Linked DNA regions of Mus musculus: regions 1, 2, 3, 5 and 6 are each linked to region 4. A link is a contact called in public promoter capture Hi-C data. All regions are on one chromosome and are shown on one strand. The core of a region is the stretch at or near the end of the contact, and the rest is flanking DNA. Distances in the headings are between cores, read along the strand shown. Region 1 holds the start of Klhdc2 (kelch domain containing 2). Region 2 holds the start of Nemf (nuclear export mediator factor). Region 3 holds the start of Rtn1 (reticulon 1). Region 4 holds the start of Tmx1 (thioredoxin-related transmembrane protein 1). Region 5 holds the start of Rps29 (ribosomal protein S29). Region 6 holds the start of Rpl36al (ribosomal protein L36A-like).

Evidence for each region. Promoter capture Hi-C pulls out the DNA fragments that hold promoters and counts their contacts. Capture Hi-C pulls out chosen DNA fragments and counts their contacts.
Region 1: a contact with region 4 is called in a promoter capture Hi-C map of pre-B cells, with 4 times the contacts expected there. The contact joins the promoter of Klhdc2 here to the promoter of Tmx1 in region 4. A contact is called at or near these places in 2 of 39 promoter capture datasets (erythroid cells and pre-B cells).
Region 2: a promoter capture Hi-C map of erythroid cells shows a contact between it and region 4, with 4 times the contacts expected there. The contact joins the promoter of Nemf here to the promoter of Tmx1 in region 4. A contact is called at or near these places in 3 of 39 promoter capture datasets (erythroid cells, liver and pre-B cells) and 1 of 484 Hi-C or Micro-C datasets (B cells).
Region 3: a promoter capture Hi-C map of liver shows a contact between it and region 4, with 4 times the contacts expected there. The contact joins the promoter of Rtn1 here to the promoter of Tmx1 in region 4. A contact is called at or near these places in 2 of 39 promoter capture datasets (both in liver).
Region 5: a promoter capture Hi-C map of liver shows a contact between it and region 4, with 3 times the contacts expected there. The contact joins the promoter of Rps29 here to the promoter of Tmx1 in region 4. A contact is called at or near these places in 2 of 39 promoter capture datasets (erythroid cells and pre-B cells) and 2 of 9 other capture datasets (adipose tissue and liver).
Region 6: a contact with region 4 is called in a promoter capture Hi-C map of pre-B cells, with 7 times the contacts expected there. The contact joins the promoter of Rpl36al here to the promoter of Tmx1 in region 4. A contact is called at or near these places in 5 of 39 promoter capture datasets (the C10 cell line, the HPC-7 cell line, erythroid cells and 2 more) and 1 of 115 datasets of contacts at active chromatin or transcription factors (cardiomyocytes).

The regions. Positions count from the first base shown.
Region 1 is chr12:69,295,208-69,297,953 of GRCm38.p6, forward strand. It overlaps Klhdc2 (kelch domain containing 2), which reads left to right and starts at 1,474. Exons shown (of 13, transcript NM_027117.3): 1 at 1,474-1,940. The coding sequence starts at 1,788.
Region 2 is chr12:69,355,830-69,358,592 of GRCm38.p6, forward strand. It overlaps Nemf (nuclear export mediator factor), which reads right to left and starts at 1,347. Exons shown (of 33, transcript NM_025441.3): 1 at 1,222-1,347; 2 at 450-518; 3 at 201-303. The coding sequence starts at 1,280.
Region 3 is chr12:72,407,743-72,410,442 of GRCm38.p6, forward strand. Rtn1 (reticulon 1) reads right to left here and starts at 1,312. Exons shown (of 9, transcript NM_153457.7): 1 at 569-1,312. The coding sequence starts at 809.
Region 4 is chr12:70,451,835-70,454,609 of GRCm38.p6, forward strand. Tmx1 (thioredoxin-related transmembrane protein 1) reads left to right here and starts at 1,320. Exons shown (of 8, transcript NM_028339.1): 1 at 1,320-1,486. The coding sequence starts at 1,335.
Region 5 is chr12:69,157,867-69,160,566 of GRCm38.p6, forward strand. It overlaps Rps29 (ribosomal protein S29), which reads right to left and starts at 1,320. Exons shown (of 3, transcript NM_009093.2): 1 at 1,131-1,320; 2 at 795-894. The coding sequence starts at 1,192. It also overlaps Rn7s1.
Region 6 is chr12:69,182,711-69,185,410 of GRCm38.p6, forward strand. It overlaps Rpl36al (ribosomal protein L36A-like), which reads right to left and starts at 1,357. Exons shown (of 2, transcript NM_025589.4): 1 at 1,273-1,357; 2 at 24-455. The coding sequence starts at 426. The coding sequence ends at 106. Mgat2 (mannoside acetylglucosaminyltransferase 2) reads left to right here and starts at 1,448. Exons shown (of 1, transcript NM_146035.2): 1 at 1,448-2,700. The coding sequence starts at 1,944.

The sequences.
Region 1 (2,746 bases), core at 224-2,723, 1.2 Mb before region 4:
AAACTAACTTTACCTTCATCATTTGAGATTAAAGTGTGTGCTAAGGGTGTGTCTGTATTCCAATCAGAGTAGCCATGTTGCTGGATAAAAATCCTTCTACAATGGCCCAGGACTATTTGTAACTATTGATAGTCTCATGGAGTGACAGAAGTCTAGTCTCTTGAGGACAAGGGACAGCAGTGGCTCTGTGGTGTAGATTACCTTCATCTGGCTTCTGTGGCAAGATTCTCTGGGATGCTAACTGTTCTTGTTAACTGAAGTGTATCCGTCCAGAACATGGGTTTTGTGCTTAAAAGCTCACTCTGAGAAAGGCTCGTTGCTACACTGGGATCCCAAACTAATAAAGACTTTCTATTGCCTTAAGTTCATGTCTGAGCTGTCCTCTCTAGTGGCTATCCCCACAACACCATCAAATTTTTCTTGCAAACAATAATCACGAGGCAGTAAAATGTGTCCAAGTGCAGCTCATCTGGAATAAGGCTGATCTGTGGAGGAATATCCACTTGCATGCTCCTGACCCCTAGGGCAAGGTGATTTCCACTGTTGGACGATCAGTTGCTCACCACAAACCTCAGCTTAGTGCAAATTGGTCATTCACATTACAGCAGATTTGCAGTGTGAGAGGTTGTGGCCAACAGTGAGAGATGTCTTCTACCCGCCAAACATGAAACTGATGCTAGATTTTCTTCTCCAGTGTCATCCAGCACGAAGTGGCTGGTGGAAACGCTGCCAATCTCTTTTTGACAGTATACACCCTGGGCAGCAGCAGGAAGGCCATTTCTCTCTCTGACTGTCTCTTGCAATGGCAGTGAGGAAGGCCCCCCTCAGCACAGCACCAAGGGCACTGGACATCTCTTGCATGGCAAAATTGCCCCAGGGAGACCTGGATGAATCTGGTCAAGAAACAGAATCTGCCTGGTGGAGCACACCTTTTATCCCAGCGCTTTAATCTCAAACCCCAGACCCTTAACTCTTGTGTTTCAGCAAGTACATCTCCAGCAACTGGTGAGAGTTTCAAAGAGAAAAGCTTTTTTTGGTCGTTTTTGTTAAGTGTGTATTTTGCTCAGTATATATTTAGCAGTCCCAAAACGAAGAGAGGGAGAAAGAAAAAAAAAAAAGACAAGATGAGCAGCACGGAGAGCCACCATTTAAATGAGGAGCCTGAAGTGTTTTCCAGACCAGCCTTATTTTATGGGCGAGGAATTGGGTTTAAATAATTCGTAATTTTCATTTGGCCTCTTAGAAGCCCAGATTGTGAGTCTGGGATTCGCATTCTTTCCCCAAGGGTGGGTTGTTATGGTTTAGGAACTATCCAGGCCAGAGCACCCTGAGGCGGGAGGACGGATGTTGGGAGGACTCAGATGCCCAAGGGCCCGACTGGGAGGACTACACAGCAGTAGGACAGCACTGCGGTGGGACCGGACGACGGGAGGCTCAGCAGCGCAGGGGGCGAGAGCGCTTCCGGAGCGTGGGGACAGTGTCCGCTGCGGACGACTTCCGGCGGCGGCATAAACAAGGCCCCGGCGGCCGGAGGCGGGGCGGGCTGCGAGTGCGAGCCCCGTCGGCCGCTCTCCCGCTCTGAGCCAGGACCCGGCCGCGGCGCGGTCCCCGCGAGACCCGCAGCCGCTGTCGGCGCGCGCCCCAGCGCTCGTCCCGGAGGCGGAGGCGTAGCGCAGGACAGGCGGGTCGTCAGCGCTGGCTGCGCGCCGCGGTCCACCGCTCCGCTTTCCTTTGTCTCCCGTCTGCGGGGCCGGAGCGGTCTCGGTGGCCAGCGGTGCAGCCTCAAGATGGCTGATGGCAACGAGGATGCTCGAGCGGAGGATCTGCCGGGCCCGGCCTTCGAGAACTACGAGGCCATGGAGCTGGCCTGCCCGGCTGAACGCAGCGGCCACGTCGCTGTCAGCGATGGGCGCCACATGTTCGTCTGGGGCGGCTACAAGGTCAGTAGGGCGGAGTGGGCACGATCGCCGCCGCGGCTCTTGCTCATTCAGGAGAGCATCTTCCCGCCCTGCCCTGGTGGATTCGGGGATCCTGGGCTATTGTCACCGCTCTCTTGAACTTATGAGTCAGCCTATCCCACGCACCCCCTACGCATTGTCTTTGGAGTGAGCGGAGCGAGGTTCTGTTATTGTGGGTCGCGTAGCGGGTGACTGTGGCCCGAGGTACGGAAAAGGGTGGGGGCGAGGGTGTGTGAGAATCACTCATATACCTTTGGGCCCGGTCGCCCGGAGCTGGGGCCATTTAGCCGACAGACACTATATTCAACAATATTGTCACTGTGTGAACCAAGGCCACAGGAATCGCTTGCTCAACCTCCCCGAAGGTGTAACGGTGTCATCAACACCTGTGCAGATGCCCCCACCTATCTATTGTTTGAACGCAGGGCCATTTTTCTTAACTGGTCTCAGCTGAGAAAGGATTGCTCCTCAGTAGGCCTTACTGCGGATTTTAAAGGAAAAAATAGCCAGTGAATCCCCAGCAGCGTATGTAATTGGAGTGCAGGCCTTTGGACTTTGTGACCAAGTATCTTTTTAGTCATTTGCATTGTTTTATACCGCGAGCTGGGGAATACTGCTCAGTTACCTCCTTAAACCGCTGCTCACTGGTTCTTCTGTACTGGTTTTAGAATTCCATGATACACTCACTCTAGTTCTTGGATTTCATGTGGTGCACACTCATTTGAGCCATTTGACCTAAAACTATTTTAGTGTTAAAATGACGCCCCCCCACCCCCCTTGGGAAGTCC
Region 2 (2,763 bases), core at 97-2,596, 1.1 Mb before region 4:
GATCTTACCCCTGACCCCTCATCTCACAGCAAAACTGACTCCCCCCCAGGTTGTCTTCTGACATTCACTTGAGAGCCCCAAGTTGTACCTGTTTGTTGTTTCCACCTACACAGACACACACACACACACACATACATACATACATGATAAATAGATAGATAAATGGAGTTTTAAAAATTAGCTCCAAACTTAAAATTTACCTTCATGGCAAAACTCGACGGCATCATGTTCTTAGGCCACTCAAATTCTGTTGTATGAATACGTATACCAGACTCAAGTAACAGTGTAGCTTTAAAATCAGGTCTGTTCAAGAGAAAGCCAAATTTTTCTTTAGGGAATTTGCCAAAACTTATTCTCTGAATTTAAAAAAACAAAACCTAAAATGCAGGATATATATATATATATATATATCATAATTTACCAAAAACAATCTTATAAAATATTCTTACTTTTGAAGCCGAATAAGATATGTCTTGTTATCCACATCATAAACGTTGTTTACTCTCATTCCTAGCAAGCTGAAAAAAAAAGAAACATATAACAAATCATTGTTCTTGGTTGAAGCAAAACTTTCCATCATTTATTGGTGTTGTGGAAAAGGAACTCTTCCGCTAAGATACCTCCACCGCCTATAAAGGTATCCTCAAATTAAATGTAGACTTTTAAGCACAAAAGTGGCCTGTTGATCTCAGTAACACCAGACTACTAGTGCTGGGGTGGGGTGGGGGGTGTAAATACAGTAAAATTAAGTCTAAATGACTTATTCGGAGCGGAGGAAGTAGCCGAGTCCCCGAAAATGCGACAAAGCTCACACAGCTGAATAGGCGACAAGTCCAGGACACAGGTCCAAATCTGCCCATTTCAGCTGGAAGGCCCTGCTACTTCTCTTTGGGAAGAAGGACGGGAATTCTGAAGAAGCCAGGCCGCCAGTCTGGAGCAAAGACGATCACTCCCGTTCTACCAAACGCTCGCTGCGGGACTCAGGCCACCCCGGCAAGACCTCTCGGAATCAGCGCCAGGGAGATGCAGCATCAGGCACGGTCCCCGGGGGGGGGGGGGGGGGGGGTGTCTCCCGGGGGCACCGGCCCCGGGCTCGGCCCCCAGGCCTAGAGAATCCCCGAGGCACCGGGACGACCGTGAGGCTCTCCGTCTCGCGACCACCCGGTGCCCGGCCTCCGCTCCCTCTGCTGTGAACGAGCCTGTCCACTCCCACCACCATACCTCGCATTCAGTTCCGCGAGCACTGCGCGGAGGTCAACCGTGCTGAACCGGCTCTTCATGGCTAGGCTGCGTGTCGCTACCGCAGTCCTTTCAGGGACTGAGCCGACGCAGGACCACTATGCTTCTGCGCATGAGCGCTTGGCTTGTGTCTACGGCAACCCAAATGACCCAATATTACTTATAGTGAAAGTGCGCTATTTAACCGAAGTTTGTTGTCAAATCATGATCAATTATTTTTTTCACTGTGTAAAAAAAACTCGACATAGAACTAACTACCTTCTCGAAACTGCGTCCTTTCCTTGAACAATGACCGGGTTAATCCCGTCCCCTTGTTTGGGGATTAAAATGGGTCTCCATTAGGATCCTGTAGGTCATTAACCATTAATCAGTTGCCCCAGGAAGGCGCTATCGCTCAGGATGGAAGAGCAAGGGGTCTTTCTAAACGCGAATTTGAGACTAGACAAAAACCAACGGTTGGTTTTCCCTGACTCTGACAAGCCGTAGAGATGGGTTCCTATTTTGCTGGGTACTACTCTCCGAAATAGGATTCTGCGGCATACTGTAGAATTCTCATTCAAGTTGAATGGGGTGGGGTTCTATATAGCCCGAGTTTCATAAATTCTTGGCACCTCAAATACTCAAAAATTCACTAAGTAAAGATGTCAGATAAAAATAAAGTAAGAGTTCCCATGGGAGAAGGAGAAAAAGTTCTCCTCCCACACCCCAGCGTTCTCTAAACTGCTTCAAGTTCTGCATGCTACCAATTCATACATAAATTATTCAGGGTTCAAATATACGATAGTTAATTCGTCTAAATTTTTCTTTTTAAAAGTTCTAATGTTAGTAATAAACAAATCTAAAACTAAGAACAAAAATCTACTAGTTTTGGACAGTGGAAGGTGTGTGTGTGTGGGGGGGTGGTTGTCATGGTCATTTTTGATACAGGGTCTTTCTATGTAGCCCAGGACACCTTAGAACTCTGAATTTTCTTGTCTCTGCCTTTTTGAGTGCTGAAATTACCAACACATTTAGAAACTGGAGGAATTTTAAAATCAGTGAAACATGTATTTAAAAGTTTAAAGTCATTAGCATTCACATCGCTATAAGTTCTTAGAATGGGTGACCAAAAAAGCAAAAGAAAGCAGGGAAAGTGTCAAATTTGTATATCTAAAAACATAAGGATTTTTGTAATTACTCTGCTTTTGAGACAGGGCATGCTATATAGTCAAGGTTAGTCTAAACTCACCCTATAAGCCAGGCTGTCCTCAGTCTCCCTCTGATTCCAGCCTCATTGGTATTGGAATTGCAGGTACATACTATCATGCCCAGATAGATCATAAACCTTTAATGTTGGCAAATGTGTTAATCTAGTTTCTATTGTTGTAACAAAATACCAACAGTTAAACAATGTACAAAGTTCACAGTTTTAGCAGCTGGAACTCTGAAACTGAGTAGCCACATCTATTTCAATCTAACAAGGGCAGCCCCCCTGCTACATTCCAGCATCTTGAGGGAAGCACATGGAAAGAGAGGGGGCAGTTC
Region 3 (2,700 bases), core at 62-2,561, 2.0 Mb after region 4:
GGGGGTTTGTTTTCTGCGCGGGAGAAAGAGCTGAGCTGGAGGAAAACTGGAAAGGAGTAGGGTGTGGTGATTCCTTGAGGGAAGAGAAAGGGAAAATAAAGTCTCTGCGGTACTCCGGTGCCCTAAACCCAGCGGGAGGGTCCTGAGGCGGTGGGCCCGCCCGCTGATAGGCAGTCGTCTATCTCTGCTGTGGAGCTCGCTGAGCGCAAACACGCCCCAGAAAAACATCACAACCTGTCACTCCCCGCCCTGCTGCCCTGAGACCCCTGACAAGAAGAGAAAACTTGTTCCGGGGCGCAACAGAAGCCAGGCTTGCCAACGAGGACAATGTCTAAGGCTGAAAAAAGAGTAAAAATGAAATTACTGGACCAACAGCCTTCTTCCTCCTAGCCGCTGGCAGCACCCTGCTGTTTTCCACCAGTCCGCTAATATTTACAGTCGCCAGGAGCGAACCCCTACCTCCAGGTAGACAGGCCAGGAAGACGCAGAGAAAAGCTGTGGACTAGGGGACCCACAAGAAACACGGTCCCGGCCTCCATTTGCGGGGTCGCGGTGCGGGCCGGCTTACCTGTGGATGCAGTTTCCATGGCGACGGGAGGCGACCGGGCGGGGCCGGAGCACAGTTCCCGCGACGACGTTACCCCAGCTCCAGCGCCCGACCCCCAGGCGGGCTCCCCATCCTGCTGCGCTGGCCTGGCCCCCATCACCGCCGTCGCTTCGTCTTCCCCATCCCCCCGGCCCCCGAACCACTGGGACCCGGGGCTACCCAGAGACAGCGGCTCATCTTGCAGATCCGGCGGTGCGGCCATGGCTGGCTGTGCCCCAGGCTGGGCTACTGTGGCTTGGCAAGGCCGGGGTGCGCTGGCTAGGGACGCGGACGCTCCCTGCTGCTGTCCCTACCGGGACTCCGGACTCCAGAAGGCTGCAGAGTCTCCGCGCCACCGTCGCTGCTTTTGCTGCAACTCGGGCCGAGCCGCGGCTGCTGTTCTGGGCGCTTCGGCTCCTCCTTCTCCCCCTCCTCTTCCTCCGGGGCCCCGGGGCGGCTGCCGCCCGCGCTCCTCCCCTGCTCCAGAGGCAGCTTGCTGTGCCTGCGCTGCTTCGCTACTCCCAAGCCTGTTATTACGCAGGTGAAAATGGCCTGCTTGGTCCGAGTCCTCCCTAATGCACGTCAGCCCCGGGCCTGTTAATGGCAGCCTCTGATTAGGGGATGTGCCAAACCCACTTGTTTTACCCTTTATCTGGGGAAGAATACACAGAGAGGACCAGCAGGTACTGGCTGCAGCTTGACTAGACAAGAAGTTAAAACCAGACTGGAGTCCTAGGACTCTAGGATAGAAAGCGAATCTCAGAACAACCGTTCTGAGGGTTAGCTGCATAAAGGACACTGGCCTGAGCCTTGACCTGGTGATCTGCAACCTGGAGGTTAAATCCTTCATCCTGAAGTTTCCAGAACCGGCCCAAACAAACAAACAAAAACAATAACAAAACAGTATAGGAATGGGCCCTCAGATGGAACTCCACAAAAATGCTTTCCAGACCTGTCCCAAGTAGCATTGAAAGCAAACAGGATGCTACCAGGCATTAAACAACAACAACGACGACGACAGCAACAGCAACAACAAATGGCTGTGCCATATAAATGACAGGCCGTGTTGGGCAGTCTGTTTTGAGAAGTGGAAATCCACAGGAACTTCTTGCTCCCCCTCCCCACCCCTTTTCTGTGCTCTCTGATACTTAATGAACAGTAAAGGCGACTCACCTACATGTGCTATTCCCATATTTAGACCTATTTAGACCTATCTTTTCAAACAAGCCGTCTTACCGGTTCCTGAACTGTAAAATGGTGTGTGCCTTTCCTTTAAGTCTTGGCTCAAGTCTAACATCAGAGTAGATGAGTACAGTTATCGGTTAGTCCTACTCAAAAAAAGTGGAAGGCAACTGTGCCCTTGCATGCAGAGTGGTTGTGTAGGGTTCTCAGCTACCATTTGCATACCAGGAGCATCACAACTATCTGTAAATTCAAAGGCCAGAGTCATCAACATCTGGGACTCCTAAAAATGATGAAAATAGAAAATTTTTTATTCACTGTAATCTTTTGTTCTACTAGTACAACAATGCTCAAAAGATAGCAATAAATTGGAGGAAAATGTGTGTAATCTTACAGTCACCAAAATTTTACAGATTGATGTATTAAAAATTAATTCCTGAGTCCAGAGAGACAGCTTAGTATTTAAGAGTGATTGCTGCTTTTCCGGGGGACCAGACCTGACAGCTCACACTTGCCTGTAACTCCAATACACACACACACACACAAACCACTACACCTTTGAAAAAATTGGTTTCTATGAAATATGTTCATTATCTTCATAGTGACAATGGCATCACAGTTGTATGCATGGGACAAAAATCAAGTTGTCATGTGTATGTGTGCAATTCAATGTGTACCAGTTATTCTAATAAAGCTATAAAAATTATCTCCCTCTGTAATAACAAATTCTTGGTTATCCTGAATCATTATAGCTTTTTTTAACATAAGATAATAGGCACCTTGTTTAGAATGCCATAATGTATCAAGAATGCCAGGGAGGAACTTTCTTACAGTTTCATTATTAATATGCCAAGAACACTGGAAGCACATGGCTATTAAGGAATACTGAATTTGAGGCACTATGATAAAGAGAACATATAATTTGTTTCTCT
Region 4 (2,775 bases), core at 70-2,569:
CCCCTCAACCTTTTTGTTCAAGTGATAAAGACTATACACCACTAGAAGTCCAGAAAAGTAGATCCTGCTGGTCTACACTGCACCTAGAATAATGACTGAGGCTGCTTGTGCCCAGGAGAGTCAGTTCTGAACTCTCCCCAAAGAAATGACTTTATTAAATAAGAGTATGGAGAAACGGTCAGGCCTAAAGTCACTCCAAAAAAATAAAAAAAGTTTTCCTTAAGTAAGAACAAGATGCCAGTGCATAAGCCACTTAGTTCACCAGAGAGACCTAAGAAAAGAGACAGTGAAGAATCATCCTGGGCTTAAAATAAATTTCAACCACTGACCTCAAAACCATCTGCCAAAATGTATTAGGCTGTGGAACAATGTATGCTCTGAGAATTAAAACAAAACAAAAACAAGTTATCGGTGAGCACTTCATGTAATATTACAGCTGGAAATAAGTGAGGCAAACACATCCCAAAAAGTGATATGGAATGAGCCCTGCTAAAACCACTATCGCCCAGATGACCCACCCAGGGCTGTAATCTCTGAGAAACAGACTTCACTAGAATTGCCTTGCCAACTCACTAAACAATCAAACAACAAGAGGAACAGAAGATGGAGAGCCACAAGGGGAATCAACATCTAGAATTACAGACCCTAAAACCCTAGTTTCCAAGAAGAGATTTTTGAGTTGTGCAAAGACAGGAAAATATAACCCATATACAGGAAAGCAAAGAACAGGCAATAAAAACTACCTCGGAGAGCCAGGGGGTGACAAAGCCTCATTACGAATGTGTTAGAGGAAATTCGGGGACTCATGCTTAAAGAGTTAAAATAAGTCAGTCAACAGGGACAACACAAGATTCAATTAGTAAAGTAGCCAGGACAAAAAGTAGATGCCTGTTTGCCTAGGGCCAGGGTAAAGGGGCTGGTGACCTCCTCCTACATTCGTCTAACTGGTGATATTTTGAAAGGGGAAAGTTCCTGAGAAAACTGTCATAGTGACCTTACTAGGCACTGGTGGGCACGACAGGGTCACTCATCTCTAGAGCATCACCCTGATCCCTCCGCCTACCGCCCCTTCTAGGGCTTTTCGAGGGACCACAGCCGGCAAGCGCCTCTTCAGTCGTGAGCTCCGAGATAGACGCATTTCCCGCTTTCCCTCTCCATCTCCCGCAGGAGGAACAGGGCCCGGACATGCGCACTGAGTTGCTGGCGGGGAGTGGGTGGGGCTCGCGCGCCTGGCTGGCTCCTTGTGCGCATGAGCGGAGCGGCCGCCAGAGCGGAAGTGGAGCTGCGGCGGGGAGGTGGAGCGGGAACGCGCTGAGGCTGGGTGAGCGGCTGACATGGCGCACTTGGGGCGTCTTATGGTTCCCCTGGCAGCTCTGGTCCTGCTGCTCTGGGCGGTCCCTGGGGCCCACGGACGGCGGAATAACGTGCGCGTCCTCACCGATGAGAACTGGACGTCGTTGCTGGAAGGAGAGTGGATGATAGAATTGTGAGTGCGGGGCGCTTGTCTGGGTGGCGGTGGCCTCCGCCGCCCCGTCCCTCAAGCTGGACACCTGACCAGCCCATCTTCCTCGGCCAGGTCTTGAGGTCCCAGCCTTTGCCGCCCCCAGCTCCAGGGTCATTTCCTAACCGGGAATATTACTTTTCTATCTAAGCGTGCACTGAGCCTCGTCGTTGCTAAGCACTGTGGTGCGATTAAAGGATTACGAGCTACATCGAATTCTCTGGAACAGACTAGCGGATTTGAGGGTGGGATTGGGTTGCGATGGAGGTCTTGGCTGTTTCTATAGACTTTTAGTGATCTTTTGTAGACATCCAGACTTTAAGTCTCCAAATTTTTACAAAAGTTGATATTGAACAAAATCTTGCTTTTAACCTGTCATTCGGAAATTGCTATGTTTATTCGGAAATTGGTATTTGTAATGCCTGAATTTTGAGCTCTTTATTTATTTTTATTTTGTGAGTTAGTTTTTTTAAATTGTAAATGCCAAATAAATGGGAATATATTAAAATCTTTATTTTCTTTTTTTTTCTTCTTGCCTACATTCATTTCTTTTGATATGAACCTCATTTTTCCTTGACCGGTGCGTTTGCAATTTAGAGAATGGCTTGAATTGTGATTTACAGGCCTGCGAATGGTATTGCACATGCATTAGTATGATTATTGATAGGCCCTTTAAATACTCCAGTTCATCATTTACTATTCAAACAAAATCACTTATCTTGTGTGATAATTCTACTTCAACAGTGTCCGCCGTCCTGCTGCTGTAGGAAATAAACTACCTTTGGCCTTTGTCTTAGATGATAAATTAGTGGAATGGTTAATTGACAGTGTTCCTGATACGGCATTATTGATGTGGCGAAAGCACCACCATTGAATGGTCATTGTTTACTGACACTACCCAGTATCTTTACATATGTTTTGGGGTGGGTAATTATTCTACATAATTCCTTATAGTAGATAACCACTCCCATCCCCTGCTTTACCGATTGGCCTGTTCAGATGCTGTCATAGTAGCTTTGTTGGGCTTCAAGAGTAAATATATGCAAGCGTTGTTAGCAACCCTTAAGCAAGATTCTGGTGTTTGCCTATGTTGTGATTGTGTTTAGGGCTGTACACTAAGGAAGAGGTGGAAGTGAACATCCTCAAGAGAGAACCTGGGTGAGGTCCATGATACCTGAGTTGTGAAACAAGAAAAAGGAGATTGCAGTAGGGAAGACGTTTAGTGTACTGACAGTTGGCCGTTCACTGAAGTCAGTTTTCAGGAGAGGAACGCT
Region 5 (2,700 bases), core at 70-2,569, 1.3 Mb before region 4:
TCTGGCATTTATTTCCACTGGTTCCCCCTAGTTATTCCCCGATACAAGACCACACAAAATTACATTAACCATGTCATGTACTCCGGAGTTACTAAATAGCCCGTTTCTGCAGTTCATCTTAACCCGAAAAAACCTAGACCAGACGGAGGAGGGACCGATCCTGACACACTTGAGTCATTCAAGTCTCTAAACTGTAAGGCTAGGCTTACAGTAACTATTTCATCAATAATGTAAGTCTGAGCTTAAAACTCTCTGCTGCACCTCAGCAGTGTCAAATACCATGCAGGCCCATTAAACACAAGTTTATTTAAAACTGGTCCCGCAGCTGGGTGTGATGCACACCTTTAATCCCAGCAGAGAATCTGTGTTCCAGGACAGCCAGGGCTACGGAGAAACCCGGTTAAAATACTTTTTAAAAAAATTGGTACAAATAAAAAGCAGATGAAATATATATACAGTGGTTTTGACCAAAAAAGGAGACTTTTGAGACATCAACCTTAGAACAAATAAAAAGCCAAAACCCTGGCTAAAACATAGCAGTGTGTTCACTAGATTCACTTAGGTTTCGGTGTGTGAAGTCTAGAGCTCTTCCCAGTATGATCAAACATCCTGGGCCAGAAATTTAAGACACGTATTGGGTTAGGAATATTCAGTTACTATGTAGAAACTGCACCACCTCCTACCCACCTGACACCTAAATCTGACCAGGCATTAAACCCTTCACCCTTCCCTTCTGGAACTCTTAAAACCCTCCGCTGTGTGCATCGTGGACGGCAGCGACCAACCGCGCGTACCTTAATGAAGCCTATGTCCTTCGCGTACTGCCGGAAGCACTGGCGGCACATGTTCAGCCCGTATTTGCGGATCAGACCGTGGCGGTTGGAGCAGACGCGGCTGGGAGGAGGAAGGACAAGGAGATGGCCTTAATGGAGCCGCCACAGTAAGGTACAGCACTCCTCAGCTTCCCCACCACCCGCAGCAGGGCCCGCCCGGCCCGGCCTAGCTAAGCCCGTAATGGCGACGGCAGCACCGAACGCCCTGCGCGCCGCCCGCGGGCCTTGAATTTCCGACACCCAGTCACCAACAATGGCCCTTCCCTCTAACCGCGGTCTCCACAACCCGCTCCTCACCAAGAGCGGGAACCCTGGCCGAACTTCCGTGGGTGACTCCAGTAGAGCTGCTGGTGACCCATCTTGCCTTCAGACGCCCAACGAGGAGAAAGGAACGAGTCGGCTCGCGCAGGCGCTCTTCAAAGTTTTTTGGAGCTACACGCTACCCAGAATACAACGCTAAGACGTGACGCGTACGCCGTGCGACAACATTGGTCCGCGTGCTCTGAGTGACATTTCTAAGGCTGGCTGGGCGGGCACAGTGAGTGACGTCACGGCCCGCCGCAGCTCTAGTATCTCCCCGTCGCTCTCAGCGCTCGCCGGGCGCGGTGGCGCACGCCTGTAGTCCCAGCTACTCGGGAGGCTGAGACAGGAGGATCGCTTGAGTCCAGGAGTTCTGGGCTGTAGTGCGCTATGCCGATCGGGTGTCCGCACTAAGTTCGGCATCAATATGGTGACCTCCCGGGAGCGGGGGACCACCAGGTTGCCTAAGGAGGGGTGAACCGGCCCAGGTCGGAAACGGAGCAGGTCAAAACTCCCGTGCTGATCAGTAGTGGGATCGCGCCTGTGAATAGCCACTGCACTCCAGCCTGGGCAACATAGCGAGACCCCGTCTCTTTTTGGACACTTAATAATATTAACATTATTCTCACTTTCTTTTTAATTCACCCTTTTCTCATATAATACATTTCAACCTTAATTTTTTACATTGTCTTAACACAAACGTTCGCTTACAAACGTGATTTTTTTTTTCCTTTACTCACTACTGACACCTACTGGCGTGAAATTATATGACAACTTAAATCAAGTGTAATGAGTAAGAGTCAACGATAGGGGCCTCTTATTAAATCTTTTGACCTCATATACTCCAAAAAGAAATCCACATCATTCCATGGATGGAAAATAGGGTCTTACGTATATGTGAGTATACCACCCTTGATACCTAAATATAATCGCCTACATTTACTTTTCATTTGTTTTTGTGTAGACAAGACTGGCCCAAGACTCTCATTTTGCCCATAATAGACTCACACTCCCTATCCTAATGTCTCAGCCTCTAATAATGGGCTTGCTTGTGCCACCAAACGCAGGCTAAGTGGATGAATATGAAGAAAAGTAATATAAAATAAAAGTTGTTTTCATCAGATAATTTAATAGCAAAACAAGTAACGACAAACTTCAAAAGACAAATTTATAAAAAATAAAAAATATATAAAATAAAAATAAAACCTAAAATTGCACAAAGCCCTGCCCCCTGAAATAAAAGCTTTAACTAAATCTAGAATGTAGCAGAGTAAAATTAAGAAAAAAAGCCTTTTGTAGAAGACTTTTAATAGAAACTTTAAAAAAAACTTTAAAGTATGCTACTTCAAAATTTTGGTAGACAATCCTTACCCAATTATTTCATAATGAAAGAGTCACAGATTTAAAGACCAGATATAATTTAATGTCTGTTGTCAGTCTTCAAATCTAGTGTTTTACACAAACACACACACACATATACACATATACAAATACACACACACATATACACATAAACAAACACACACACCGCGATTCCCTCACCTTTTCAATTCCAGTTCTGTTGTTG
Region 6 (2,700 bases), core at 107-2,606, 1.3 Mb before region 4:
TACTGAGAATCAAAACACAAGGCTTGGTATCATTAACAGTAACTTTATTCTCTAGCAGGTCATTTCTCTACTGCTTCAGTATTTTCCTCTCAGAGAACACAAGTTTTAGAACTGGATCACTTGGCCCTTCCTCTTCTTGTCGCCTCCCAGTTCAAAATGCTTGCATCTCTTAATGGCCAGCATCCTCTTGGATCTGCAGTTGGGCTCAACACACTCAAGCCTGAGCACAATCTTCTTTGTGGTTTTGGCCTTCTTTCGAAAGATTGGCTTTGTCTGCCCACCGTAGCCACTCTGCTTGCGATCGTAGCGCCGCTTTCCTTGGGCATACAGGGAATCCTTGCCCTTCTTATACTGGGTCACTTTGTGAGGCTGATGCTTGCCACATTTCTTACAGAAAGTCCTTCGGGTTTTTGGTACGTTGACCATGTTTGCAGTAGAAGTGTCTGCGATGAGAACTGTAAGAAAGTTTCAGACATTAAAGATCTTCAAACTCGAAAGTTTTAAACAGGTATAATTTGTAGGAACATATAAAAAAAAAACAGTAATGTTCGAAAATTTGTGAACCCACCAAGTACTCATTTCCCACGTGAATAAAAGGCCAACACGCAGCTGAGTGGATGAGCACTGGCTTAAACACCGGGGTTCAATCCTTACCACTTCAAGCCTATAGAAAAACTGTTTTTTGTTTTTTTAAACTAAAACGAGGCATTAACAGTTAAAAACTCAGACCTGATGGAGTGTGTCCTGGGAGGCTGAGGCAGAGGATTGCTAGTTGAGGTCTGCCTTAGCGTCCAAAGGAACTGACACTTGGAGTGGCCATTACAGTTCTCCCCAAACCAGCGTCCAATTTCTTAGGTCTCACTGCAAGGACAACGCAGTGGCGTCCGGGTAGAGAAGTTTTGCTCGGACTACCCCACAGCAATTCCCTCCGTTTTCTAGCTACGAATGGCTTACAACGAAATATAGTCGTTTCTGCAACAACCGGGCTCGTTCCTTCCCCCCAGCCACGTCAGTCTGTTTTGGCTTCACCCCCTCTAAAGCACCGTCACTCTCCAGCGGGCCCGAAGGCTGACGTGTCGTTAGCAGCCAGCACGCCTCGCCGCCCGGGAGCCGCCATGCTGGAGCGGTCTCTTCCGAGAGAGCCGCGGGCTGACCTCAAGCCGCGGCGGGCAGCACCTGCCCCTTTCCGACGCCTCAAAGAGCTAGGTCGGCTCCGGCTTCCAGGCGACCGCGGTCCCCAAGGAAGCAGCTACCGCTCTGCTCCAGACTTACCGAGAGACCGGCCGCCGCGATCCCCGACTCAACCGCACGCGCCGAACAGGAAAGGGACGAACAGAGCGGAAGTCGGAACTGAACCTGAGCGACGGGAATGCGAACCAATAAGCAGCGGCCTCCTCCGGAGGCTTCTGAGAAGCGCCAATCAGCGCCCGGCGGGGCGGGGCGGGGCGGAGGGTGTGGGCCGGAGGGCCCGGGCGCTCGCAGGCCAGTCGCGGCTTGTCAGAGCGGTCGCTGCCGGAGCGGGGCGAGGCTGCGGCGTTCGGTGTCGCCGTTCCGCCGTGCGAGCAAGGATGAGCGCGCAGAGGACGCAGAGCCACGGGCAGCGCAGGTAAAGGAATCACGGTGTCGGCGACCGCGGCGGGGCTTCTTCCGGGACCCCCGGGTGCTGAATGGAGAGGACCGAGGCGACGTTGAGCCGCGGCTCGTAGCGGCGGGGCGGCTGCCGGAGCTGCAACTGCCAGAGAGGATGCGCGGAGCCCGGGCGGCGCGAGGCAGTTGAGAGCCTTCGGGCCCCAGGACGCCGGAGCCCGGGATGAGTTAGCGAGGGCCGCCGCGGGGGCCAGTTCCTAGGGCTGCAGGCCAAGGCGACGGCGCCGCCCGCCCGCCCCTTCCGTGCAGAGGCCGCCAGCTTCTTTTCCGCGCCCGCGCTCCGGGCCCTGGAGACCATGAGGTTCCGCATCTACAAACGGAAGGTGCTAATCCTGACGCTCGTGGTGGCCGCCTGCGGCTTCGTCCTCTGGAGTAGCAATGGGCGACAAAGGAAGAGCGACGCCCTTGGCCCGCCGCTGCTGGACGCGGAGCCCGTACGGGGTGCGGGCCACCTTGCTGTGTCCGTAGGCATCCGCAGGGTCTCAAACGAATCGGCCGCTCCTCTGGTTCCCGCGGTCCCGCGGCCGGAGGTGGACAACCTAACGCTGCGGTACCGGTCCCTGGTGTACCAGTTGAACTTCGATCAGATGCTGAGGAACGTCGGTAATGACGGCACCTGGAGCCCCGGGGAGCTGGTGCTGGTGGTCCAGGTGCATAACAGGCCGGAATACCTCAGGTTGCTGATAGACTCGCTTCGCAAAGCCCAGGGTATTCAGGAAGTCCTAGTCATCTTTAGCCATGACTTCTGGTCCGCAGAGATCAACAGTCTGATCTCCAGGGTGGATTTCTGCCCGGTTCTGCAAGTGTTCTTTCCGTTCAGCATTCAGCTGTACCCGAATGAGTTTCCGGGTAGTGACCCTAGAGATTGCCCCAGAGACCTAAAGAAGAATGCAGCTCTGAAGTTGGGGTGCATCAATGCCGAATACCCTGACTCCTTCGGCCATTACAGAGAGGCCAAGTTCTCACAAACCAAACACCATTGGTGGTGGAAGCTGCATTTTGTATGGGAAAGAGTCAAAGTTCTTCAAGATTACACTGGCCTTATACTCTTCC